Linked DNA regions of Mus musculus: all the other regions are linked to region 5. A link is a contact called in public HiChIP or PLAC-seq and promoter capture Hi-C data. All regions are on one chromosome and are shown on one strand. The core of a region is the stretch at or near the end of the contact, and the rest is flanking DNA. Distances in the headings are between cores, read along the strand shown.

Region 1 (3,291 bases), core at 763-3,262, 930 kb after region 5:
AAAACATATATGTAGAGTGTACATGAGAGGTCATCCCCCACAGCTAACTTTTCTTTCAGAGCAGCCACAGCACTCAAACAGCTCTCCTTATCTTGGAGAGTTCTGTTCTCTGAGAGCAGCAGCCGCACTGTGTTCTCCCATTAGCTCCTCTTATAAACCAAGGATTTATCCTGCATGGACAAGCTTGAGCCGTGGCTGGGACTTCTTACTACTAATACACAGCATCCCCGACTACTGGAATAATGTAAGCAAAAAGCATATTTTCAATGGAAGTAAAAACAGCCCTGTCCCAAAACTTTCAAATGCTGACTTTAAAAAACTGTTCTCCGAGACTGATGGGAGTTATCCTGAGAGTTAAACGTAGCTGATTATCAGACATAAGATGGGTTGCTTCTTTAAAAACTGGGTAATAAACATTAGCAATGCCTATAGAGAAGGACTCTAAGCAGCTAACAAGAAGTCCTTTCACAGACATGTTTGTCCTTTCTCAAGGTCATCCAGCCTGAGGGTGTAGCTCAGTGGTGAGTGCTGTCTGGTACATGTATGGCCATGGTCTGGTATCTAACTTGGGGTAGGGTGTGAAAACATGGCAAGTGTGTGCCTTCAAAGTGTCTCTCGGTATAAAGCCATGCTGGGGGGCTGGATCAGTTAACTGCTCAGCAGTTAGGAGCCTGGTTCTTCCAGAGGACCCAGGTACAATTCCCAACATCCATGTGGTGGCTCAGAACCAACTGTAATTCTAGTCCCGGGAGATCTACACACACTTATGGCCTCCACAGTTACCAGGAATTCAGACATACATAAAATTAATAACAGAAAAATTAATAAGGTAACATGTAATATATAAAAATAAATATTATATTTATATTATTATATTAATAATAAATAACATAAAAATAATAAAAGGCAGTACTGGAGTCCTTGGTATTTTCTTTCATTGTATTCACTGCTCAAACAGAGCAGAGCGAGCAGAGTGAACACAGCTGAAGACTTGAGCAGAAACAGAGGACCAAGAAAACAATGCTTTCCCACATATGGAAGGTGGCACTGTACAGAGCCTCTGGAAAGGCAAGCCTGGAGTGAAGAAACAATGCTGAAGAACTGTGACAGAGCTCCAGCCGGGACTAGCAAGAGGGGCAGGTCAGGACTCAGAGCCAAGGCCAGGGTCATCGAGGGATATTTGAAGAGCCCCATTCTACCACGTTCTAGACAAAGCTAATAATCCATCATTGTCACGGGAATAAAAGCAACTTCTGCCCCAGTTGAAAACACAATGTGACACCGGTTCCTGCCACTTCAGCACCTTAGAGACCAGCACTACCGTCTCCTCAGCACAGAACGACTTTCCAAAACCACCAAGAAGGCCGCTGTGAGACAGAAAAGGCTGAGCTGGTGGCTCTAAGCTGTCCGGCGGCTCGGCCCATCACTGTACTGCATGGTCTGGGCCTGCTTGCCAAGCCCCTCTGGCACAGGCTAAGATCGTACCAAGAACACACTGGGAGCCAGACGTTTCCTGCAGGGTGTCAGATTTGACGGCTATGGAAAAACAACGCAAGAGGTTGGAGGGAAGATGCATGAGGAGACGAGGGCAAGAGAAGCTGCCACACAGAACTGCCACGACGGCACTTAGGGATCTACTCTAGGGCAGAGAAGACAGAGAGCACTATACTCACTGGGCTGATAAAAGTTAGTACCTGTCTAAACCAGGCACACCATCAGAGACTTGAAGACTAGAGAACTCATTTACAGGTTTTTCTGTTTTCTTCTTCTGATGTTGGCTTTTGGATGGGGGTTAAGATTTATAAACACCATAATGATTTATGTTATAAAATAGCCTTTAATTTTTCCCTCTCACAAGATATCACTGATTAAACTGGAGCGGCACTCAGTTCCCTAGGGCTGGTCCTTGTGAGGAAGGAAGGTAGCAGACCCGGCTGCTGTGCAGGCCCAAGTACCAGGCCCCAAGCTTAGTACACACTCAGGAACAAACACCCACGATGCGCTGCGGTTCAGGGGCTCTGGAGTTCTGGGCCAGCAGTGTAGTCTCTGTACGGGCTGAGTGCACCAGGCACTCCTGTCTGTGAGCTGTTTCCTCTCCCTGTCTTACTGCTGCCCCTCATCCTGCAGTTCTCAACTCTGAGAAGTACTAAGGAGCGCCCTGCCCTGCCACGGACCTCCGACTCCTATCACTGCAGGCTTGAATCCTGTTTTGCTTTACATTTGCTTCAGACTTCCTGGAGGCCTGACCCACATGAAGATGACCTGCTCCACCCAGGACGCTTAGAAGCCACTTCCATTTTCCTTCCCACATGACAGTTCCTTTTAACGTCTCTGTCACAGTGGACAGGTCTGAATTCAAGAGTGAGGACTGGACCCTCGTTCTCCAAGTCGTCTGTTTTGTTCATGTTTTCTTTAACATGCTCATCTGCATGTGCACAGCTCTGGAAAGATCCTCTTGTCTCAAGAATATCAACCACTTCCCAATCATGGATTCATTCCTTTCAGGAACTGATATTCAAACCACAGACTGGTCTCTGCCTTCCCAGATGTCTTCCCGTTGCTTGGCTTCCAACCGTTTTCTCTCTGTAAATAAAGGCCAATGTTAATCATATGATTATAGATTTCACACAGCCACTAAGTCTCCTTTAATCAAATTACAAGACAAAGATTATTCACGAGACAGGGGGATTCCCTGATCACCTTTCACCTGATCCCAGAGGTTAACATTTTTTTAGCTTTCCAAGTGCTTTAAAGAATTGATACTACTCTTGGTTTTGTTTTCTTTCTTTTTTTTTCCCCTTTCTCTCTCTACCTTTCCTCCTTTTCTTTTCTGTCATGCTTAGGATGAAACTCAGGGCTCCACACGTTAAACACAAACCAAACCAAAAGTGTTCTAGAGCAGCGGTTCTCAACCTTCCTACGTTGCGACCCTTTGATACAGTTCATCATGTTGTGGTGACCCCAACCATAAAATTATATGTGTGCTACTTCATAACTATAATTTCGCTACTGTTATAAATTGCAATGCAAATACCCGTGTTTTCCAATGGTCTTGGGTGACCCCTGTGAAAAGGATCAACCCATAGCTTGAAAACCACTGTTCTAGAGACTATTCCAGAAAGAAAAAATAATCACCAGATAAAATGGAGGAAAAGGAGTGATTAATTTTTAAGACAAAAAAATATAAATTGTATAATACATCTTAAATTATTTTTAATATAGAAACTTCATTTTTCATTTTCATTTGCCAGTACATATATACTAGCTGAGAGCAGCAGACCATGCTTGTAA
Region 2 (3,683 bases), core at 862-3,361, 830 kb after region 5:
ATCCAATGTTGAGGTCAGAGGCCTCATGAAGTCATCACTTCCCCAAAACCCATCAGGGGAAGGGCAGTCTAGATCAAGTCCATAATCCAACCTTGGGGTCTCTTTTCCGCCTACCCTATAACAGCATTGGGTTGCCTTTGTGTTTGCTGACCCAGAAAGAGCTCAGCTAAGACTCAGAGCCTCCATTGCCTGATGAGACCAATATCCACAAGGAAGAAATTCAACGAGAGTCAAACTAAAGAATTATGCTCATAAGGCAGGAGGGTCCATCTGCCATGTCTCTGAACAGGAAAATCAATTCAACAAATATTTATTGGCACTTACTTCATTTGAGGCATGGTCTGTATATTAAAAAGAAAAATGGTATGGCCTTGAGGTAGTGGAAAAAATAAAAACACGGTCCAACCAATTTGTAAATGTCTCGGAGAGTGCAGGGACCTAGGTAGGCTCCATAAAGCTCCTGTCCAATCAGACTGATATCTCTCTATTTATCCCTCGTTGGGGCTCATAACAGCTAGAAGGATATGTCATCCTCCTGGACAGCTGTATTGGTATGACTTCTCTCCCAGAAGTCAAACAATGAGCGACAAGAGGTGACACTACTCCCAAGGCTATAAAGCAAGCCACCAGGGGAAAGAGTGCCCTCGAGCTGGGGTGAAACTGCATCTCTAGGGCCAAAGCCCCAAGGTCAGTCTACTCTGTCCTCCTTGGTCCCCTTCCCTGGCATCACTTCCTCCCCTTACTTGTGATATGGAGTTCACGTAGATCCAACAATTTTCTAAAAACCTCTTTTACAGAACTTGCATCTGTCCACAGCTTTTGGACATGGGAAACTAGGAGATTCATACAGGACTGAGTGGTGAATTTGCCTGATAAAAATTAAAGATGAGAGAGAGAGAGAGAAGAAGGAGGAGGAGGAGGAGGAGGAGGAGGAGGAGGAGGAGGAGGAGGAGGAAGAGGAGGAGGAGGAGGGGGAGGAGGAGGAGGAGGAGGAGGAGGAGGAGGAGGAAAGGAAAGGGAAAGGAAAGAGGGAAAGAGAAGAGGGAAAGGGAAGAGGGAAAGGGAAAAAGGGAAAGAGAAAAAGGGAAAGGGAAAAAGGGAAAAAGGGAAAGGGAAAAAGGGAAAGGGAAAAAGGGAAAGGGAAAAGGGAGAAAGGGAAAGAAGGGAGAAAGGGAAAGAAGGGAGAAAGGGAAAGAAGGGAGAAAGGGAAAGAAGGGAGAAAGGGAAAGAAGGGAGAAAGGGAAAGAAGGGAGAAAGGGAAAGGGGGAAAGGGAAAGGGGGAAAGGGAAAGGGGGAAAGGGAAAGGGAAAGGGGAAAGGGAAAGGGGGAAAGGGAAAGGGAAAAGAAAAGAAAAAAGAAAAGAAAAGAAAAGAAAAGAAAAGAAAAGAAAAGAAAAGAAAGCAGAAATTGGTGAGGCTTTATGGAGAACACCCCTCAAGGCCAGGGCTAAAGAGACACTGAGGCAGCACACAGAGTCACAGAACAGTGGAAACCTAAATCCCTGTGACATTTCCAAGCAAAGGGCACCCAGCGCAAACCTAGATACCTGCAATGACATTTGTCACTGCCATTGAGTGACAACCTGCCAGCCAATCTTCAGGCAGCTGTGCCTTCCAGAGCCCTGCCCCTGAGTGTTCCAATGACCTCCACCTGTGGTGACCACTTCTTCTCAAGGCTGTGGGTGACAAATGCAATGGTTACTACCCAGGACTCTGATGCATGAGGAAGAGTTCTTGGCACATAGGAAGCAAATTGAACATTTGAGAAGCTTTGAAAATTATGAAAGACATACCAGCTCAATGTACCAAACTCAACCCACACAGAAACAAGGGCAGTAAAAGCTTTGGGGCCTCTCTTCACCCCTTCCCCAAGAGGCATCCACCATTAAGGGCTTCCAAGATTTCTATGGGCCATCCATACTAACAGGGTGGTGGGTTAGCCCAATCTGGACTCTTAGAAGACTTTAGGAGGGAATGTGAACTGTGAGACATTACGGAAAACAGGAAATGCCCTGGCCAAAGTGCAAAGAAAAGGCAGAGAAACCAATGTGCTGGCAAAGGACACCCAACTCCCGTAGGCAGATCCGCTCTATTTGAGCAGTGGGACCAGTAAATAATTGACAGATGATTCACTGACCCAATGTGTGAGGCCACCTTCCAAGTCACACTCCTTGTGTCCCCAGGTTCCCTGGCAACGATCAGAAAACCAGAAACCTTTAAAAATAGACCCAGCTTCCCCTCACCTGCTGTCTAAACATGTCCCTGGCTGGCAGGGCAGGACAGCCCAGGGAGTAGCCCCCAGACACTCAGGAGACACTGCCTTTGAAATCCCTATTTTTAAACCCTGAACACTTACTAGAAAGTGTCCCACCAGCTTACATGGATATTTATTTCTTGATGAGTTCCAATCTGTGAGTGGAATTTGAAGTGGCTCCGAATTTGGGGAAAGAACCAACCTCCACCACATTTTCAATTGCCCCAGATTTATCCCTGGGGTGCGAGCCTATTTGCAGATTTCTTTTCACTTACCACTTGTGTTTAAATTGCAGTGCCGTCCCTATACATAGCCAGGGAAGCGGCTGACTGAAAATAGCTACTTACAGAAACAGAGCAATTTGGAATAAGCAAAAATAGCCCTTTGCGGTAACTTGAGTGTCTCATTTTCCGTATTGATTTCCGCACCCCCTCGAGTGTGGTTTTCTGGAACTGTGTGTGCGGGCAGGTGACACCGCGCCTTTGTGTATTTCCTGATGGACAACATACAATGCCCCTCTGGTCACGTGTGTCTAGAAAGCCAAAATCATCTAGAAAGCAAATGGGTTCAGTGTGAGCACCTCTAATCTGAAAAGTTTGGAACCAGATTTCTGAATTTTTTTTCTTGGACAGCTTTTGGAATCTTTGCATATATGTGGTGGGATAGCTTGGGGGTGTACCCCAAATCTAAACATCAAATTTGTGTTTCCTATACATGTTATGAACACAATTTGCAAGTAATTTTATGTAGTATTTTAAATGAGCCTGTGTTGTTGACTTCAACACGGTAAATGAGGTCAGGTGTGGAATTTTACGTTTGTGTGTCATATAGGACCTCAAAAAGTTCCAGAACTGGATTATTTAGAAGTTTGGGGTTAGAGACACTCAGCATGTATCACAGTCACATGCTAGCCTGTGGGTATCAGGCATTTCAGGCTTTCAGAAATTAGTGTCAAAACTTCAGAACGGCTGTTTTCAACCAGGCCACACCTCAGACCTTGCCCATGTAATAAAGAAAAGCTGCATATGGCCCTGGCAAGCCCTGTGGCTTTAGAGTCACATATGCCAGCATACTATGGCACATGGGGGTGTCAGAATGCTCAAAATGCACAGTTAGAAACCCCAGGAAGCTAAAGGTCCAGACTAGAGCACTGGGCAAGACCCCAGAGATGACTGCCGGCCCCTGTCACTCCCTGAGAGATGTTTGATAGGCATGTATAGAGGCTATCTTGTGTATACTGTCTTGTGTGTTATATGGATGCATCTCTTGTCAATTAAAAAGCCTTTGGCCTATGGCTTAGGCAGGGAATGGGAGGTGGGACATCCAGGAGGAGAGAGAATTCTGGGATAGAGCCAGTTGCAGGAGATTGGTCTGAGAGGATGTGAGGTGACAGAAGCATGGTACCTGAGCATAGGTAACCAGTCACGTGG
Region 3 (3,179 bases), core at 478-2,977, 990 kb after region 5:
ATGTATGTATGTACATGCATAGTAGGCAGCTAACGCTCCCTCAGAATTTTAAGGTAACGTGCAAGCAGCTCACATACACTTAGCTACCCCATGTAAAAACATGCTCTTCCTACCAATAAGATTTATTTTTCATCATCTTTGGCACAAATTCTAAAATGCTATCTGCCAGGTCTCATGCCCAATAAATATGCATCCCCAAGCAACTATGGAGATAGATAGCTCATGGGGAGGGGGCACTCTTTGGTCAGGTCCCAGTGCTGGCCTGTGGTTAGGGGAAAGAGAGTGGGGGGAGGGGTGTGGTCCTGTGATTAATCACTGCCCACTCTGCTTAGGGGTATTTATCACAGCCCACTGTCAGGTAAATCACTGGAAAAACACCTCTTCAGTAATTAATGTGAAGTGACGGATGGACAGCCCCTGGGCCCATTAATCAGGGACATCAGCAGCCTACTGAGAGTATGAATGTCAGGATGCATAAACTGCCGGTGGATCAATAAGCCCAGGAATTCATCCAAGGCTCTCATTTCCTAGGCATCTCCGGTACATTAGGTTCCCTCAACCCCTCCCTCAATCTGAAGTGAAAATCAAGGCTTCAGAACAAAGCGCAGGAGCTGAGGTCTGAGTGACCACTGCAATAATATGGCCAAGGAAGCTGGCCATGACTAGGAGCATTACCAGGCTGGCAACAAGCACACAAAATACCATACACTCATCAGGAGGCTCTCTCAGAAGGCATGGCACACGGGAAACACAGTAACGAGGAAGACATAGTTGGATTTCAGTTATCAAAACCTCATTACCCATTTTAGGTATCATCCAGTCTCTTGCTAATAATGTTACCCATTTCCCTGTCCATATTTTCTTCCTTTCATTTAAGAACCACTAATATAGGGAGAAAAAATTCAATTTTTACTACTTAAGAATCTGGGTAAAATTTTAATTTAATAATAAAAAAACTTTCATGAAATAAAATTATTAAATTATTTAAATTTAATTTAATCTCATCCCTCATTACTGTGATGAACACAGAAAAAGTTCCTATAGTGTTAAGCAAAAATATTCTCCATGAAAAACATTCACTTAACTGCAACATTGTCTGGAGCTAAGAGAACAACAGTCTCATCATCTCAAATTTAGCCAAATTCTGTATGGGAAGGAAGGTTGAGCAAGGGCCTCAAACTGACTCTGTTCTAGGCTGGCAGTGACGGGAAGTAGACTGCCCTTACAGCTACATCCCGCCAAACCCCAGTGCTGTGCTTTGTGGTCAGACTCAGGCCAGAGCTACAATTGTTGGTTAGAAAGTGTCTCAGAGTTACGGCTGCCTGTTCCGCTAAATCTCATTTCATCCTACTGATGGATGGATGGACAGATGGCTGCTTGGTGAAAGCAGCATTATCAGCCAGCTTCTATGGAGCCTCTGAATGATGGATAGCCCTCTTTCTACTTTCTCCAAACCACCATCGATCCAAGCCATATTTCAGCGGTCAGAAGCCCAGTAATATTAAGACACACAATCAGGTTAAGTTACTTGCAGTATAAACCTCTAGAACAGAAATCTTAACACCTCCTGTCATGAACTAGGCTAAAAAAATGTTACAGTTTGATTCTTTCTAGCTGCTAACAATGAATTCCAACAGCTCAAAGCCCAAAGGAAACAGCTGGGCTCTATTCCTAGCAGTACTTGAAAAGCTGGCTTGCCTGCCAAATTTTTACTAGCCAGTTCATTCCTGGGAAATGAACTCGCAGCAGTGGTGAGCATATCTGTGAATATGTGTTTCCAATGGAGTGTGAAGCTATTAGAACCATCAAACCACCAAACCACCTAGAGTTTGTCAGTGGTACCATCAATAACCCCAAATGTGTGGAGCCTTGAATCTAACAGTAGACCATCATCAAGAAAACTTATTAAAATCAGGGCAGATTAAAATCCTGTCCTATACAGAATTTTAAAGCATTGTATGTACCTAGTCTGCTTTAACAGCCTCTATTCCCTTACTTGTCTATCAAATTGCTAAATCCTAACCCTTGCCTGCTTTCACAAGCACATTTCTGTACCCATGTTTTGCTGCTTCCTAAACACCCATCTGATTGACTGGATTCCACGCCTACCTTTGATCTTTCCATGCTACCCTTAGCCCTCCAGCAACTTAAGAGTCACATAACTGATTCATCTCAAAATTATTCCCACTTTTATGGCTAGAAAAAATAGAATGTGACATCAGCTTTGTGATATGAAATCCTAGAACTCGGGCTGGAGAGATGGCTCAGCAGTTAAGAGCACTGATTGCTCTTTTGAAGGTCCTGAGTTCAAATCCCAGCAACCACATGGTGGCTCACAACCATCCGTAATGAGATCTGATGCCCTCTTCGGGTACGTCTGAAGACAGCTACAGTGCGCTTAGATATAATAATAAAATAAAATCTTAAAAAAAAAAATCTAGAACTCACAAACTCTCTTTCTCCTTTTACTCTTTCCCAAATGATTTCCTCTAAATGATGTACTATCAACTGCCCCTGTTCCCCACTCAGGATGGCCTGGCTCCTCCTAGTCTTTCAATGTTGACTGAACCATGGCCACCTTGAACCTCTGCTCAGACAATTTATCTTTTTGTGGAGTAAAAAGATGTCTCGCTAGAGTGTCTTTCTGTCTTTAGTGCTTAGGCCTTAATTATCAACAGATGTTTTTAGCAAGATAACATACTATATTTAAAATGTGTGCCTTTGCTATAATGTTCTAACTTAAGAATAGTACTGCCTTTCACATAAATATTAAAGAATTTCCACAAAATCTTACACAACTAAAAAGGATCAAATAGGTTAAAAATAAACATCCTAATTTTTCAAATAAAGATACTGAAGTTCCAAAGATTTTGTTCTGTTTTGTTTTTTTGAGACAAGGTCTCACTATATAGCTCTGGCTAGTCTGGAACTCACTATCTACATATCAGTTGGTCTCAAACTCAGAGATCCGCCTGCCTCTGCCCCTGTTTCATGAGTAGAACTAAAGGCACACACTACCATCTTCAGCTCAGATCCAAGGTTTTAATGGCCATGGCCACATAAATATGAATAGCAATACGAGGCTGGAACCTCGTCACAAATACTGTGTTCCCTCTGCTCTGCTTCTCAGGACATCCGCACAAGAGGGTGGGTCATAGGTTAGGCTGAGCAGGTGACTG
Region 4 (3,624 bases), core at 505-3,004, 770 kb after region 5:
ACTCGTTATTGTACCTGCTGAGTGAACAAAGACAGAACAGGTGTCTGCTTACTGAGTGCAGATGCAGCTGTTTATTAAATACATCGATTTCTAATTGATTGCATGAGTGTGGAGGTAGAGGCTTTGGACTCGGGGTTTTAGGAGAGATTCTTGGACAGTGTAAACCTTCCTCGTGTGCGGAGTGCTGCCCATGCTGAGGGTCGAGGGATTCTCAGAGGCCCTCTTACTCAGCCATCTTTGCCATGCCTTCTGGGTTTGAATCATTTCTGACACAGGTTCCTATTACCGTCTAGGGGGTCTTGATCCAGTTCATTTTCTCTGGCAGTTAAAGACTTCAAAGGGAAGGAAAAAAATCTTGAGAGCCAGAGAAATAAATTCTCAAACATAGCAACCAGCAGCAGACAGAAACACTGGAGAGGCTTTTATTAGGGGTGAAGAAATACACCCCAGCAGGGTACACACAGAGAAAAGGCCGTCTGCACAGCAAAGGAGGTGCCCTGGAACCCAAAGGGCCAGGGCTTTTAAGAGTGGGGTAAGCAAGGCCTGGGCTGGCCTTGAACTTGTCATCTGGTCCCTGGGCAGGCAAGTCTACTTGTTAGCATTTCCTGTAGGCTTCTCCTAACAGTTACCTAGCAAGGGCTAGGTGTGAGCCAGGAGCCAGGCACATAAGGACTGTTTGGGCTGCTGCTTCTGCTTCTCTGCCTCCTCCCTCCCTCCTTCCCTCCCTCCCCCTCCCTTCCTCCTCCTCCTCCTCTTCCTCTTTTCTCTTTCCCTCTCCCCCTCCCCGTTCTCATCCCCCTCCCCTTGTTCTCTCCCTCCCTCTATCTCTCCTCCCCTCCCCTCCCCACCCCATCTTTTTCCTCTCCACGTGTTCTTGCTGGCCACTGCCCTTCTTGCTCCTCTCTCTTTCTGTCCTTCTCTGTCCCCTTTCTTTCTCTTCCTCTACTCCTTTCCCCACACCCCCTTCCCGGGTCTCAGATAAACTTCCTTCTATACTAGGCCTGTCCTATGGCTGACACCTCAGAGGAACGCCTCAGCATGGGCCTGCTAAAGCACCCCTCTGCTGCAGCATACCCAGTTTTTAAAAAAACAGCGCTACTAGCCAAGAAAAACCTCGTCAGGCTTTTGTCCCAGGTCAGGAGGGTAAGGAGGAAGCCAGCCATCTTGGAAGCTGGCCAAAGTTATGACCTAGCTACGGCTCCGCCCCCATCTGTCTTTCTCTTGTCCAAACTGCCACACAAGGCTGCCCGTTTCATGATTGCAGCTCGCCACTTCCAATGCCTTTCTCCTGTAGAGGAGTGACTCCTGAGGAGTGGACCGGTCCTCTCTGTTCAAGATAGGGCACAGGGATTGTATGTATGGACTCATACTAGTTGAGGTAATCTACAGGTGTGAGCCCAAATCTTTGAGAAACTTTGGAAAACTGGAAAGGTGCCCAAACTGTCCATATCCTTCCTCCCAGCAAGACTAGCCTCACTGGAGTGTGCGTGAGAGAACACACACACAGCTCTTGGAGACGTGGGTGGCCTTTTCTGTCGTCCAAAGGCACTGAAAGATGACTGGGGAGGATCCCGCAACAAGGAGCAGTGGTCACCTTGCAAGGTCCCTGACTACCAGACAAGCAGGAGTAAAGTCTGAGTTGACAGCGCCCATCCCACAGCTTAGGATCTCGGCCCCGCCCCCAGGCTTCTGCCGGTACAGAAAAGGGAGGCAAGAGGAAGGCGGGGCCTCTGCGTTGGCTCCTCTTCTCCCTTAGCCCACTACCGGGCCTGGGAGAACCTAGTTAAATTGTTCTCTCTTTGGTCCCTACTCGCTTGACTCCTGGAGGCTACTCAGACTCTGCCACCTACTCGCTTGACTCCTCGAAGCTACTCAGACTCTGCCAGTTCTTAGCCTACATGCCCCCTCCTCTAGGCTGGCTTGCGCAAACTCAGAGCCGCAGAAGCTCGGACCCTGGGAAACGGTGGCCCAAGGCCAAGGCTGACACTGAACTGTAACTCCCAGCCCCTCCCCTTGCCTGGGCCTCTGGAAAGCTGACTGTGCAAGCAAATTGCTGGGGGCAGAAATGGCTGCCGGCGGCCGAGGTCTCATCAGGGCCTTGCACTCCTCTCCCTGCCCTACTTGGAAACGAGCTCAGTCGGGAGCCAACGGGCGCCTGAAGCCCGAGTACGATGCCGTGGTGATAGGAGCAGGTAAAACCAAAGAGGGCAGAGCCAGAGCTCAGGGAAGGAAGGCAGCGTTCTGCCCACCGGCCTTGGAGGGGCCTCCAAGGAGCCTTGCTGCTGCCTCTCCTATGGGCACGACCTGGCCGGGAGTTCCAGTGAGCAGGACCTGGGATGGAAGTCCTCCCTGGCCTGGGAATCAGGATCCCTGGGTTCTAATTCCACCCTGGTGTGCTGTGTGGACTAGAACGGCTCTTGCCTTCTGGGTTTAAACCTTTCTCTCTAGAATGATAATGAGTGACTAAATAAACGCAGGAGTTTCCCTGTATCTCCCGCAAAATGAGTGAGTTCCTCCCGGGACCTTATGCAGGAAGCAAAGACCTCCGGACTGTAGACAAATGAGAGCCAATCTCACTTCTGCGATCATCCATTGGAAAAGGAAGCCAGAGTTGTTTCATAAAGAGAAAAGGTGGTTGAGGGGTTCCCAGACACCCTAATGCATCCACAAAGGGTGTCATCTCCCATGGCTTCCCTCAGACATAGATACCTGCTACAGTGGTGGTCCTGCAACATCTTGCTGACTCTCAGCCTCAAGTACTAGGTTAAGGCATAGCCTAGGGCCAGGCTGCACTCCACACCAGGGCCTTCCGGGTCACACTTTTGGGACCTGAAGGCTTTTATTCCCAGCTGGGCTTTTACATAGATGATAGCAGGTTCACATTTTTTTGTGAGACGCATCACACAGCTTTAAATAAATGCTGGCCTGGTTTGGCTTCTTCTTGTGTCTACTGAGAACCACCCTCTCCAATTTGTGCACGCATGAGTGAGTGTTTATTATACACAGACTTGGTTTTTTTTATTATCGATACTAAAATAAAGATATGTCTCACACAGTTTTTACAAATCAAATATATGCAACTCTTGATTTAAATACCAAGTTGGTTTTTTTTTTCTTTTCCCATTGAAAACATCCACTCAACACTCCACTGTGTGAAGACGATGGCAGAAGGGCCCAGGCTCAGTGGGCTCCTGCTGGGTGGGCATCCCCCTGAGGGCTGGGGATTAGCAGATCCTGCAGCAGAAAGGGACAGGTCACCTGAAGCCACAGGAGAGTCAGTCAGGACTTGGGGACTGGACTTTGGGGGTTTTGTTCTTTGTCACTTAAAATCTCCTTGTCATTCATTCATGGCTGAACTGAGACCAGTTGCCAAGGAAACTTGACAAGTTTTCCAAGACTGATGAGCCACCAATGAAAAGCCGATAGCCACCACGTTTGATGCAGCCTTGCAGCGGGCTGAGTGTTTCTTAGACACTGCTAAGTCTCCTCCCTCAGTACCACAAGGTTCCACATTATATATGAATATGTATGTATATTATATATATATTACATGCATATTACTCTCTGCCTTACAAATGGAGAACTTCAAAGCAGCCACTGGTTGTTAGATGCCTCTCTGGGGGT
Region 5 (3,208 bases), core at 535-3,034:
AGACATGTACATATTTACCCCTGCACATATGTGCTGCTGTGTACGTAACTCTAACTGAACAGGAACACAGGCGAGCACATGCACACACACACAGAGAAATATTTATTTGTTCTTAGCCAAACCAACAGTGTTTAGGTAACCTAGGGTTGCTTTTCTCCCTGGGAATGACGCAGGGAGTGACCATGACATTGTTGCCTAACGTTGTGAAGACGACACTTCTAAATTAAATTCTAGGAAGGCTAGGTTGCAGAACACCCCTCCCCAGTTGCCCTTCGGCTGTGATTTTTGGACGTACTCAAAGTGCACAGCCGATGGACCTTCCGTATTAGCTTGTGACTCTTAGGGGAAAACATTAATGAAATGCTTTGGGCAGTTTCCTTAAAAAAACAAAACAAAACAAAAACAAGGCGATGTTTCTGGAAAGAAAAAGACAGAAAAGCTTAGCAAGTAGTGCTCAAAGTTCGATGGCTTTTGTTTATCCTCTGAACCGAAAACTCGTGAAGATTTATCATGTTACCCAAAGGAAGCCATGATGCTGTTTTCTCGCAAAATACCAAGGAATTGGCGCCTTCCAGCATTGGGTGAATATGTAGTGGAAGAAACGGAGGGAGGTTTGCCAGATCCCAGGCAAAGCATCATGCCATCTAGGAGGGGGTGTGGACCCTGCGCCATAACAAAGCTAGTATTTAGAGAGCACTTACTGTATGCAACTAAACACTTTATGTGTCTTAACTCACCTAATCCCCACAACAACCTGGAGGAAAACACTATTATCTCCATCTTACAGAGCAGGAACAGGCCTGCCCAAGTAGGTCAGAGTCAGCCGGCATCTAAACCTAACTTGCCTGGCTCCAGAGTTAGGTTCCTACTCATCAGGAGGCTTTCTAAACTTGTAACGTCGACAACAAAACGCCCAAGTACAGGAAAGAGAGATGTCTAACCAAACAGCGTGTTAAGAGGTTTTATGGATGGCTGACAGATGTGAAATCTTCAAGGTCAACAGGTGGAGAAAGGATCTGGACAGAAATAGACTCTCAGGGGAAGGAGCAGCCTGACCTGACAGAAAGAAGCAGCAGTTTGGGTGTGTGCCAATCGATGATGACAGCACGCGTGGGAGGAATGCTGCAGAGAGAGGCTTCGCTAGATCCTTCAAGGTCCTTTAGGGCTAGGCTTTCCCGGCCCCGGTTATCTACCGGGGCTGGGGGTTGGTGTTAAAATTCTCAAGCTAGTATGTGCTCATCCCTTACTTTCTGCAGGGTCTCCCCTGCCAGCGATCAAGGAAGACAACACATCCAGGTTTCTTTCTGGGGAAGCACTGAGTGGAGACAGTCAAGGTCACCCACGATTGGGTACAGTGTGTCCAAGCGGACCACTAGAGTCCTGTGCCAGACACTTGGCTGTCAGCCGGGCCTGGCCAACGCAGGAACGTGCGCACCGCCGGAGCCTGGCGGCGACAGTCACCTGCTCAGCGGGTACAGAAAGACCTGTTCTCTGCTTTCCCCACGGGCGGGCCACCGCCCCAGGTCTCCAGGCCCCAGAAGGTCAGGAGGTTGTCCTCTGGGGACTCCCGCCACCCGCACCATCCTCATCACCCCAAGGAATAAAAGCCTCAGCGATTGGAACACGCTACGCCAATCATCCTAGCCTCTGCCCACACCTCCTCCGGTGTACATTGCATTGGTTGCATCATACAAGCCTCCGATAAGATCCTCTTCTCGAATTGGCTAGTAGAGGCTTGCCCCGCCTAACCCTTCTTAGTCGGAAGGTTGTGATTGGTTAAGCGCGTTGCCAAGCTCCGGACGCGGCTCGACCATTGGAAGCCGCGGGCTGCCCCGCCCGCCGGCGAAGGTGAGAGTCTCCTCCAGTCACCGGACCCCGCACCGCACAGAGCTGCTCCCGGCTCGTTCTCGAGGTCTCGGCACATTCTGTCGCGATGGCGCCTCCATCAGTCTTTGCCCAGGTTCCGCAAGCTCCTCCGGTTCTGGTCTTTAAGCTCACTGCGGACTTCCGGGATGATCCAGATCCCCGCAAGGTTAACCTCGGCGTGGGAGGTAAGGATGCAGTGCCTTGGAATGCGAGCAGCCTGGGGGGAGGTGGGCGTAGGAGGAGCTGAGATTTAGTTTGTGTCTCCCTGAGAGGAGCCCGAGGAGAGAAGGTTGGGACCACGAGGACATCACCAACCTACCCATTTTGCAGATGGCGATACAGAGTCCTTGGAAAGAGGGGGTGTTCAAGGTCACGCAGAACAGGTGTAACATCTGGGACACAAATGTTGTTTTTGTTTCTCCACCCAGTGTTCTTTATAGTACTTGTTCTAAAGCAACGATGGGGATGGTAAGGAGAGAGAAGTATGGTAGCTTTAGCGTCTCGTGGTCAACTGGAACTGGGAATGAAAGAGCTGTTAGCCTAATGGAGCTGTAGTCCGGGTTGAGCGAGTAGCAGACGCCACTTAGGAAGCCTGTTAACCCACATGGGGAAGATGTAGGTTTGGTTTATTCTCAGAGTGGAGCAGATGAGGCGAAGCCCATGCATCTCAGGCCACACACATCTGGGTCTTCATTTCTTGATCATTTGCCTTGAACCAAGTTAGCCTTCTGCCAAGGTCGTTTGTGTTGTAGTTTCTAAAGCCCTTTAACTCGAGCCTCCGGCGACTTCGTCATCACTGTTTGGATGTTTGAAGCTCTACAGAGCTTGGTGTGCATTTGGCCACGTGCAGAGGCCAGCCGAGGAGAGAAGAGTGAGCAGACTGATGCTCTCAGCAGGGAACCAACCGGAACTGAAAGCGCTAGAAGGTTAGAAAGAAGAAATGGAGTTGTTTTGAAGCAGAGGGTGACGTTAAGGGGATTCAGAATCTAGGTTCTTAGAGAGGATGTGCAAATATAGCCCTAGTGTCTCTGTCTCTCTGTCTCTGTCTCTCTCTCGCTCGCTGGCTCTCTTTCATCTAGGTTCTTAGAGAGGATGTGCAAATATAGCCCTAGTGTCTCTGTCTCTCTGTCTCTGTCTCTCTCTCTCTCGCTCGCTCGCTCGCTCGCTCTCTTTCATCTAGGTTCTTAGAGAGGATGTGCAAATATAGCCCTAGTGTCTCTGTCTCTCTGTCTCTGTCTCTCTCTCTCTCTCTCGCTCTCTTTCATCTAGGTTCTTAGAGAGGATGTGCAAATATAGCCCTAGTGTCTCTGTCTCTCTGTCTCTCTGTCTCTCTCTCTCTCTC
Region 6 (3,557 bases), core at 288-2,787, 910 kb after region 5:
CAGTGAAGATGAACTGAGTTCTCCCTTTGACCCTCACAAATTAGCACTTAAGAACAAGGGGAAATCCCACTGGAATTAAGCTTAGGCCTAATACCCTCACTTTTCAAGGAAGACCCTCACCTGCTGTCCACCGTTGCCTCTGGCCAGTCTTGCAAGGTAAGGACTTCCGGCCAACATCAATTCATTCATTGGGTTCCAAGGTATTTTTAGCTCTGGGCAGCCAGGCCTGGTGGGTGACTGGCAGCAGGCGGAGCCTCCCATGTTGCTCCTGGCTCTGCATTAGAGGTGGCTGGGCAGAGGGTGGAGGCCCCGTGCATACCTGGTATCCTGGTCCACAGCTGCCTCATTGTCCCTAGGGGAGGAGCCGGGTTTCTGCCTCTGCCACTGACCTGAGGCTGGGAGCATTCTTTCCTGTTGATTCATCCTAGGGAATGTTTTGGGCCCAGGTCGGGTGGGGCAGGGCCACTGGGGGGACATCTTAGACATGAGCAGCTAGGGGTGGACCCAGGTCTCTGGCAACATGGTCAAGGTGACCTGGCTGTCACATGCCATCTTGGCCCTCATTACCTCTGCCTTGAGGTCACCTTTATTTGCACATCTTCCCTCTTCAGACTTGGGTACCCCCCTGCCAGCGTCTAGCACTTTAGCCCTTTTTCTAGCACATAGGAGAAAAATCAACAGAGGGTCCTGAATGAAGAAACCGTTAGCTGTCAATCTGAGGCAAGGTGGGGGACGCGCCGCTCACTGCTCTGAGACTAGAGAGGATACTGGAAACAGTCTGCTCATTTCACACGTGAGGTTCTGAAGGAGCTGAAGACTGGAAGCCCGAGGCCTGGAGCCTGGTTGCTTCTTCAGCTGGGGGACTCCCCTCCGCAGGCCTTCCTTCATTTGTTGTGTTCCACAGCCTCTCATTCCCCTCTGTCCTCCACTGCCCTCATCCCCTGAACCTGGCAAGGACCAGGGACATCCTGGCTAAGTACCGGAAGTCTTAAGTTCTCTGCTGCGAGGTTTATGACTCTGGGAAGCAAATCCTGTCTCCTGGGACTGAACTTCATAATGAGCAGAGCTTTGCTCTCAAGCCGCCTTCAGTAAACCTTGGGGACCAGGTCACAGAGAGACTGTTACTTAAGCTGCATCACCCAACCACTGAACGGGGCCCTCACCCCAAAAGAACGCCTGCATTGCCCTGCAGAAGCAGCCCACGGGATCCAGACCTAAGACTGTGGGGCGCTCAGTTCTATAAGGTTAATGGGACACAGCTCCGATCGCCCATTAGACAGAGGAGAAAACCGTGCCTGCAGAGGCACTCGCAGACCGGATCCTTGCCACCCGACGCTGTCCCCCGCCATGCGTCTCCGGGACTCCGTCACCCCCCACGCTCCCCGCAGCGCCTGGGACTTCCCAACTTGGCCCAGTCCCGAGCTGCGCGCCTGGCTGGTGGCCGGCCGGGCGGGGCTGCCCGTGCACACAGGCGCGCCCGGGGCGGGGCCTGCGACCTCCCCCGGGGAAGGCCCGGACTTGGGGCGGGAGGCTGGCGGATAAAAAGCCCCCAGGGCGCCCCGGGAGGCCCGTTAGCGCTGCTCTGCCGTGGCGCCCAGCCCAGCCCCGACCTCCAGATCCTGCCGGTGAGCTCCTGCCTGTTGCGATCTCCTGTCTGCCTCTTGCTGTCTGTCTTGTCCTTTCTTCTGTTTCTCGCGGGTGGGCAGGCCTCTAGAAGCTCAGAGGAATGGGGGGATCCCATGGATAAGTCAGCCCAGTGGGTGGGTCACAACCTGCTTCCCCACTGGACAAGTGCCCATCATGTTAGGGGAGTTGGTTCAAGGCTACATGAGTGGAGAGAGCTCTGGCAAGCAGGAGTCTGGGTGTTAGGTTTGTGAATACACTGTGTGTGAACACACTGTGTGTAACCATTTCTCACCCTGAAAGAATGCTGGGGACGGAGTAAAATAGAACTAGATGTCTCTCCTGTGACTCGGGGCACTAAGAGCTGGAGCAGAGCTGGGCTCCCCTCTACATAGAGCTGACTGCTGGAGATGATGTGAAAGAGGGTTTGGAGGCAGAGGGCTTCAAACCCCACCTTCCCCAGCCCTATATAGGTGGGAGCCTATTTGTAGGCTCTGCTCTAACCACAGGAACGATGCCATAAGGGTACAGGGCCTAGACCAAGGCCCAGAGAGTCACAGAAAAAGGACTAGGAGTGACCCACAGCTAGCCTCTCAGGATAGCCGCCCCCCCCCCCCAAACCTCTAGGAATCCTGGGCAATCATCCTCTCGCAGCCTTCCCTCCTGGCCAGGGCAGGTGCCTGTGTCTTCAGACTTCACTCCAGTGCCCTTGCACTTCAGCCTGAGTCATATAGCCAGTGACAAGGTAGAGTTCCATTCACCCTCCCTCTCTCTCCCTCATCCAACATCGATCAATCAATGAGAGCCCAGACTGTAGCCAGGTGGCCTGTTTGAATTCTGGCCAGTCCAGCTATTTCATTTCCTGGGGCCCCGACCTTTCCATCTGTGAAATGGAGAGGCCTATTCAAACAGGGTCCTAGAGGCATTCTTATCCTGTGGCCCCCTCACCCATTCCCTTCTCCCTGGGGAAGAGAAAGGGCACCTTCTTTCTCCAAGACCCAGTTCTCAGCCCAGTCCTCCTGTACTCAGTCCAGTGGGAACAAATAGGAAGGTAGGATACTGGGAGGCCTTTCTGGAGGGAGCAGCATTTGAGCTGGGTGTTGACATGTGTGTAGGAGTTTAACAATGGGCCCTGGGAGATGAAGGCTCTGTCTTGGGAATGACAATGAGGAGACGAGCTTGGTGTGAGTAACAGTTCTGGGAACCTGGAGTGGGCAGGAAGTATGGAGGCTCTCCAGGGCCTGCATCCTGGTGGCTTGAAAGGAAGGGCACTGCCCTAGCTTACAGGCACAGGTCTTGCAGCAGAAGCCCACCCCTGCCTCTAGGCAAGGAGCCTGAAGGCCTGTGGCTTCTGAGGAGACCTCCAACAGTGGGAACTTGAGCCACAGTCACAAAGCAGAACAGCCTAGCCTATCAGAGACCCCCAACAGCATGTTAACACCCTAGGGCCATTTCACATGTGTGCAAATTGAGAGGCCAAGAGAGGAAACCTGGACTCTTGACATGGTCACTGATGGTAGTTCCCTGACCCATAGCAGGAGCAGTATAGGGTCATCTCTCAGCTCAGACCTAGTGACCCACTCCCCACCCCCTCAGAAGAGCACAGAGGAGAAAGGGGACATGGAAAGAGAACACTCTGGTGACAATCATCTTGGATCCCCCAGGACCCTGAGTGTGGAGTGACACCAGTCGGGGTTGTCATCTGGGAGAAAGTGCAGCAGAGCCAATGGGAAGAGTTGGCCTAGTCTCTGTGTGTCAGATGGGGTGGAGGTGGGGTCTGGCCTCATAGCGTAGGTGGAAGGGACAGGGATGAGTCTAGGGACCCATGGTTGGACAGTGGTGACAAATGGTTCTACCAAGCTGCCGTGGTGATATTGATGGTTCATTTCTGCATAGAGACTGGCATGTCCCTATTGATTTGGTAGGTATAGATG
Region 7 (3,239 bases), core at 244-2,743, 890 kb after region 5:
AAGCATAACTCAATCACAGGGTCTGTGGCAGATAGGAGAGAATGAAGGAGACAGGAGCCTGCGATGTGAGAGCAGAGACTTGCTTTGATGAGGTGCTTTGAGGTCATAGAACGGCAAGGGCCCCTGGCAGCTGGGTTCAGGTGAGACTCATATGTGTTGTGGTACTGATCACTCAATGGATAACCGAATAATTCTGGGTTGAACAGTCCCAGCTAGACTGGAATCTCCAAAAAGACTGCCTCCAAGTCTTTCTCCAGGGGAAAGGTAGGCATCAAACTTGGACGAGACCCAAGATTATCCTTTCTGGGTCAAACCCTCTTGCCCTGCTGGAAGGAGGATAGACAAGTTTTTTGTCTGTCATGGAGATGACTGGAAACTGTAGAACAGGAGACATGCTTGCACGAAATGTAACCCTGGCCCACCTTCTCTGCGGAGGGTGGAGTCTTTGAAGTGCCAGGCTTCAGAAACACCACCAGGTGGGGGGATCCCTACTGGGTGATGGCTGGGTCACCTACTGGGTTTCAGGAAACTAAGATAGCCAGGCAGGAGGGATGAAGTAGAGGGTCCTCCTATTGGGACAGGAATTGGCCCCAAATATGCAGCCAGGGACACAGGATGTGCTCCAGGCTCAACCCCTACTAGTGTCCCCGGAGTCCCCACAGAACCGTGCCCGAACAGGCTAAAAGCTCTGGAGGCTGGCTGCACACAGGTTTGAGGTTTCTCTGAGTGAAATTGCAGCTGTGTTCCTGTTTTCTGTTTTCCTTGAACTCTGTCACACCCATGTCTACATGACACTCGGGCCTTTGAGCTCTGAGCATATTTTTGAAAAGGGAAAATCTGGGTCAGGCCATCACCCTCTGAGGCAGGTTTCAAAGGACTTTCCATTCCCCAAAGCCCTTCCCTTTGAACTTGGCCAAAAGCTTCCTCCTGGGCTGATATTTCTTCTTGGCATGATAGCCCAAAGGTGAAAAATGCAGGACAGCCTCCGAAGCAAGTGGGTGCGGTTGTTTTGAAGCCGGGTGAGTAATCCGGGGAAAAGTACTGGTTGCTGACACTGGTGGCCCCAGAGCCACCTGGGATGGCCCAGCTCTGCCCAACACCTAGCCCATCACTTCAAGCCATAAGAATGTATTCCAAGAATGTACACCCCGCCCCCCCAGCCCCCAGCTACAAATGGCTAGAGCCACCACCGAGTTCTTCCCCCTCTTCCTTCCTGATGCAACCTTGTGTCCCCGGAGTCATTACATAGCCTCAGACAGGCGCAGAGACTCTGCCAGCATCAGCTTCAGCTGGGAGCTTGCTACCCTGGGGTCCCTCTTCCCGGCATCCTTGCGTCATTCATGCATGCTTTCCTAAATTCCTGGCTAGTTTAGCTGACTCCAGCTAATTCCGCTTCCGGAGTCTTTCCTAGTAAAAAGGGTGGAGCGAGACTGCTCTTTGATAGATGACTGGGGTGGAAGCAGAGGGTGGTTTTCCTTTCTCTGGAATCCCAGGGAGTGGGCGGAGCTCCAAGTAACACTCAAGTGTGATTCACACCTCTGTCCCTAGAGCCAGCCAGCTGCTCCCCAGAATCCAGACCGCAGAGGGTCTTGATGCCTCCTGACCAGCTTCTGGGCACTCCAGGGAAAGCCTAGGAACTGGTGCTCCTTCAGACTGGGTGGGAGAAGGGGGTGGTCAAGAGGGAAGTCCGTTCTGAGGCCAAGGCACGGCAGAAAGTGGGGTCTGCAGCACCAGCCCCCTCCCTGGGATGCTTCCCTTCCTGGCGCTGTTAGGTCTGGTACATGCTAGCAACCACGTGTCTTTTCCTTCATGCTTTTTATCTTATTTGGAGCATACAGCTGGCTGAGGGTGTTGCTATTGCTGACCTGGGAGTGCTGGCTATCAAACCCAGGGTCTGAAGCATGTCAGGAAAGTGCTCTATTACTGAGCGACATGTCAAGCCCTGCTGTTATGTTGGTTGCCTTGGGATAACTGTATCTTTGGGTGTGTGTGTGCAGGGGGCTGGGGGGCTGACTGGGGTGGGGAGTGGCTTACTGATGGTTCATTTGTAGCAGCTTGAAGGCCTGCTATGTTAGGCAGATTCACACACAGTCCATTTCAGTCAGGTTACTAGCCAAACCTCCTGCTACCTTAGCAGTCACATCCAGAACCCCTGACCACTGCTAACGTGTTCTCTCCACTGTGGCTTTGCCTCTTCTAAAATGTTCTAGAAATGCAGCCAAGAGGTCTTTAGTGCTGAGGCTAGTTCCTGTGGCCACAAGGTGCCTCTGAGGGTCACCGGCCATCGCGTTTGATCCTTGTGTGGCTGAGCAGGGGCCACCATGTCCCACAGTTTTACTTATCTACTGAAAAACATTTGGGATGTTTTGAGGATTTTTGTTTGTTGATTTTTGAATCCAGCTGCTAAAAAAGCATTCAGGTATACATTTTTATGTAAATCTATTTTTATTCCCTTAGGGAAACACCCAGGAGTGAGTTGGACTATATGCAATATGTATATTTAACTTTGTAAAAAAATATAATTAAATTGTCTTCCCAAACTAGTTTTTGCCAGTTTGCACACTAAGAATGGGCATCTTTTCTTTTTGACCTTCACCTGAAAGTCAGGTCATCTCCCCTGCCAAGGCAGGGGCCAGAACTTAATGAACTGAGATAAAACCCAGGACTAAAGATGAGTTGAAGAAGCTAGGTGGCTTTAATCCTAGTGCTTGGGAGGCAGAGGCAGGTGGATCTCTGTGAATTTGAGGCCAGCATGGAACTCACTACAGAGTGAGTTCCAGGACAACCAAGGCTACACAGAGACCTTGTGGTGGGGGCAGGAGGGGTATTTGAAGTGATTGTGAGTCTGGTGAACCCCTGCTCATGGTGGGAGGAATTTCAACTGGTTCACAGCCGTTGTCCCAGTCAGGACTGCAGTGTGCCTGTGGGCAGGTTTCTCTGCTTCTCTGGCCCTCAAGCTTCTGCTCAGAATGAGCCCTGCAGGTTCAGCGAGGCCACAATTTGCGGTACTTCAATTGTTGCATAGCGAGCCTCTGAGCATCAGAATTAAGCTCTAAATAAAGGCTTAGGATTCAGGTGTGGTCACTTCCAGTCTATCCCAAGGACATGACATCCTCCAGAAACACAGAGGTGAAGATACGCATACTGGTTTGAAAATGCTTTGCTTTGAATGAAGTTCTCAGGCGTGTGCAGAGTATTCTCCGACCAGGAAGATCCAGTCCGGCAAGTAGCTCTCGACA

What was found. Promoter capture Hi-C pulls out the DNA fragments that hold promoters and counts their contacts. HiChIP or PLAC-seq counts read pairs in DNA pulled down with a chosen protein or histone mark. Capture Hi-C pulls out chosen DNA fragments and counts their contacts.
Region 1: a promoter capture Hi-C map of liver shows a contact between it and region 5, with 3 times the contacts expected there. The contact joins the enhancer-like site here to the promoter of Got1 in region 5. A contact is called at or near these places in 5 of 39 promoter capture datasets (the 3T3-L1 cell line, frontonasal cranial neural crest, hippocampal neurons and 1 more), 2 of 115 datasets of contacts at active chromatin or transcription factors (bone marrow-derived macrophages and hepatocytes) and 2 of 9 other capture datasets (embryonic stem cells and liver).
Region 2: a FOXA1 HiChIP or PLAC-seq map of pancreatic cancer cells shows a contact between it and region 5. The contact joins the enhancer-like site here to the promoter of Got1 in region 5. A contact is called at or near these places in 1 of 39 promoter capture datasets (cranial neural crest), 1 of 484 Hi-C or Micro-C datasets (liver) and 1 of 115 datasets of contacts at active chromatin or transcription factors (pancreatic cancer cells).
Region 3: a contact with region 5 is called in a promoter capture Hi-C map of neutrophils, with 4 times the contacts expected there. The contact joins the enhancer-like site here to the promoter of Got1 in region 5. A contact is called at or near these places in 8 of 39 promoter capture datasets (the 3T3-L1 cell line, 3T3-L1-derived adipocytes, hematopoietic stem and progenitor cells and 4 more), 3 of 115 datasets of contacts at active chromatin or transcription factors (bone marrow-derived dendritic cells, large pre-B cells and microglia) and 1 of 9 other capture datasets (adipose tissue).
Region 4: a FOXA1 HiChIP or PLAC-seq map of pancreatic cancer cells shows a contact between it and region 5. The contact joins the promoter of Pyroxd2 here to the promoter of Got1 in region 5. A contact is called at or near these places in 2 of 39 promoter capture datasets (cranial neural crest and liver), 1 of 484 Hi-C or Micro-C datasets (Sertoli cells) and 7 of 115 datasets of contacts at active chromatin or transcription factors (astrocytes, cardiomyocytes, differentiating embryonic stem cells and 4 more).
Region 6: a promoter capture Hi-C map of adipose tissue shows a contact between it and region 5, with 4 times the contacts expected there. The contact joins the promoter of Loxl4 here to the promoter of Got1 in region 5. A contact is called at or near these places in 2 of 39 promoter capture datasets (the 3T3-L1 cell line and liver), 4 of 115 datasets of contacts at active chromatin or transcription factors (bone marrow-derived dendritic cells, embryonic stem cells, fibro-adipogenic progenitors and 1 more) and 3 of 9 other capture datasets (adipose tissue, embryonic stem cells and liver).
Region 7: a promoter capture Hi-C map of the 3T3-L1 cell line shows a contact between it and region 5, with 3 times the contacts expected there. The contact joins the enhancer-like site here to the promoter of Got1 in region 5. A contact is called at or near these places in 4 of 39 promoter capture datasets (the 3T3-L1 cell line, frontonasal cranial neural crest and hippocampal neurons), 1 of 115 datasets of contacts at active chromatin or transcription factors (bone marrow-derived dendritic cells) and 1 of 9 other capture datasets (liver).

The regions. Positions count from the first base shown.
Region 1 is chr19:42,589,897-42,593,187 of GRCm38.p6, reverse strand. It overlaps R3hcc1l (R3H domain and coiled-coil containing 1 like), which reads right to left. Exons shown (of 7, transcript NM_177464.4): 7 at 932-2,583. The coding sequence ends at 2,516. Loxl4 (lysyl oxidase-like 4) reads left to right here. Exons shown (of 15, transcript NM_053083.3): 15 at 1-909. Among named protein-coding and RNA genes, the nearest start is that of Loxl4, 21 kb to the left of the region's middle. Within about 2 kb of position 2,012, at least 11 of the 459 cell types and tissues checked have an H3K27ac peak or open chromatin away from gene starts, as enhancers often do. A contact at or near this core is called in liver, where this site is marked.
Region 2 is chr19:42,688,394-42,692,076 of GRCm38.p6, reverse strand. No RefSeq gene overlaps it. Among named protein-coding and RNA genes, the nearest start is that of Gm25216, 9.7 kb to the left of the region's middle. Within about 2 kb of position 2,111, at least 29 of the 459 cell types and tissues checked have an H3K27ac peak or open chromatin away from gene starts, as enhancers often do. A contact at or near this core is called in liver and pancreatic cancer cells, where this site is marked.
Region 3 is chr19:42,538,074-42,541,252 of GRCm38.p6, reverse strand. All of the region lies in intron 1 of R3hcc1l (R3H domain and coiled-coil containing 1 like), which reads right to left. Among named protein-coding and RNA genes, the nearest start is that of R3hcc1l, 21 kb to the right of the region's middle. Within about 2 kb of position 1,727, at least 37 of the 459 cell types and tissues checked have an H3K27ac peak or open chromatin away from gene starts, as enhancers often do. A contact at or near this core is called in adipose tissue, where this site is marked.
Region 4 is chr19:42,750,905-42,754,528 of GRCm38.p6, reverse strand. Pyroxd2 (pyridine nucleotide-disulphide oxidoreductase domain 2) reads left to right here and starts at 1,754. Exons shown (of 16, transcript NM_029011.2): 1 at 1,754-2,192. The coding sequence starts at 2,066. It overlaps Gm19437 (a long non-coding RNA gene), which reads right to left. Exons shown (of 4, transcript XR_386719.3): 4 at 3,093-3,234.
Region 5 is chr19:43,523,181-43,526,388 of GRCm38.p6, reverse strand. It overlaps Got1 (glutamic-oxaloacetic transaminase 1, soluble), which reads left to right and starts at 1,784. Exons shown (of 9, transcript NM_010324.2): 1 at 1,784-2,051. The coding sequence starts at 1,934.
Region 6 is chr19:42,610,786-42,614,342 of GRCm38.p6, reverse strand. It overlaps Loxl4 (lysyl oxidase-like 4), which reads left to right and starts at 1,537. Exons shown (of 15, transcript NM_053083.3): 1 at 1,537-1,625.
Region 7 is chr19:42,629,970-42,633,208 of GRCm38.p6, reverse strand. No RefSeq gene overlaps it. Among named protein-coding and RNA genes, the nearest start is that of Loxl4, 19 kb to the right of the region's middle. Within about 2 kb of position 1,493, at least 90 of the 459 cell types and tissues checked have an H3K27ac peak or open chromatin away from gene starts, as enhancers often do.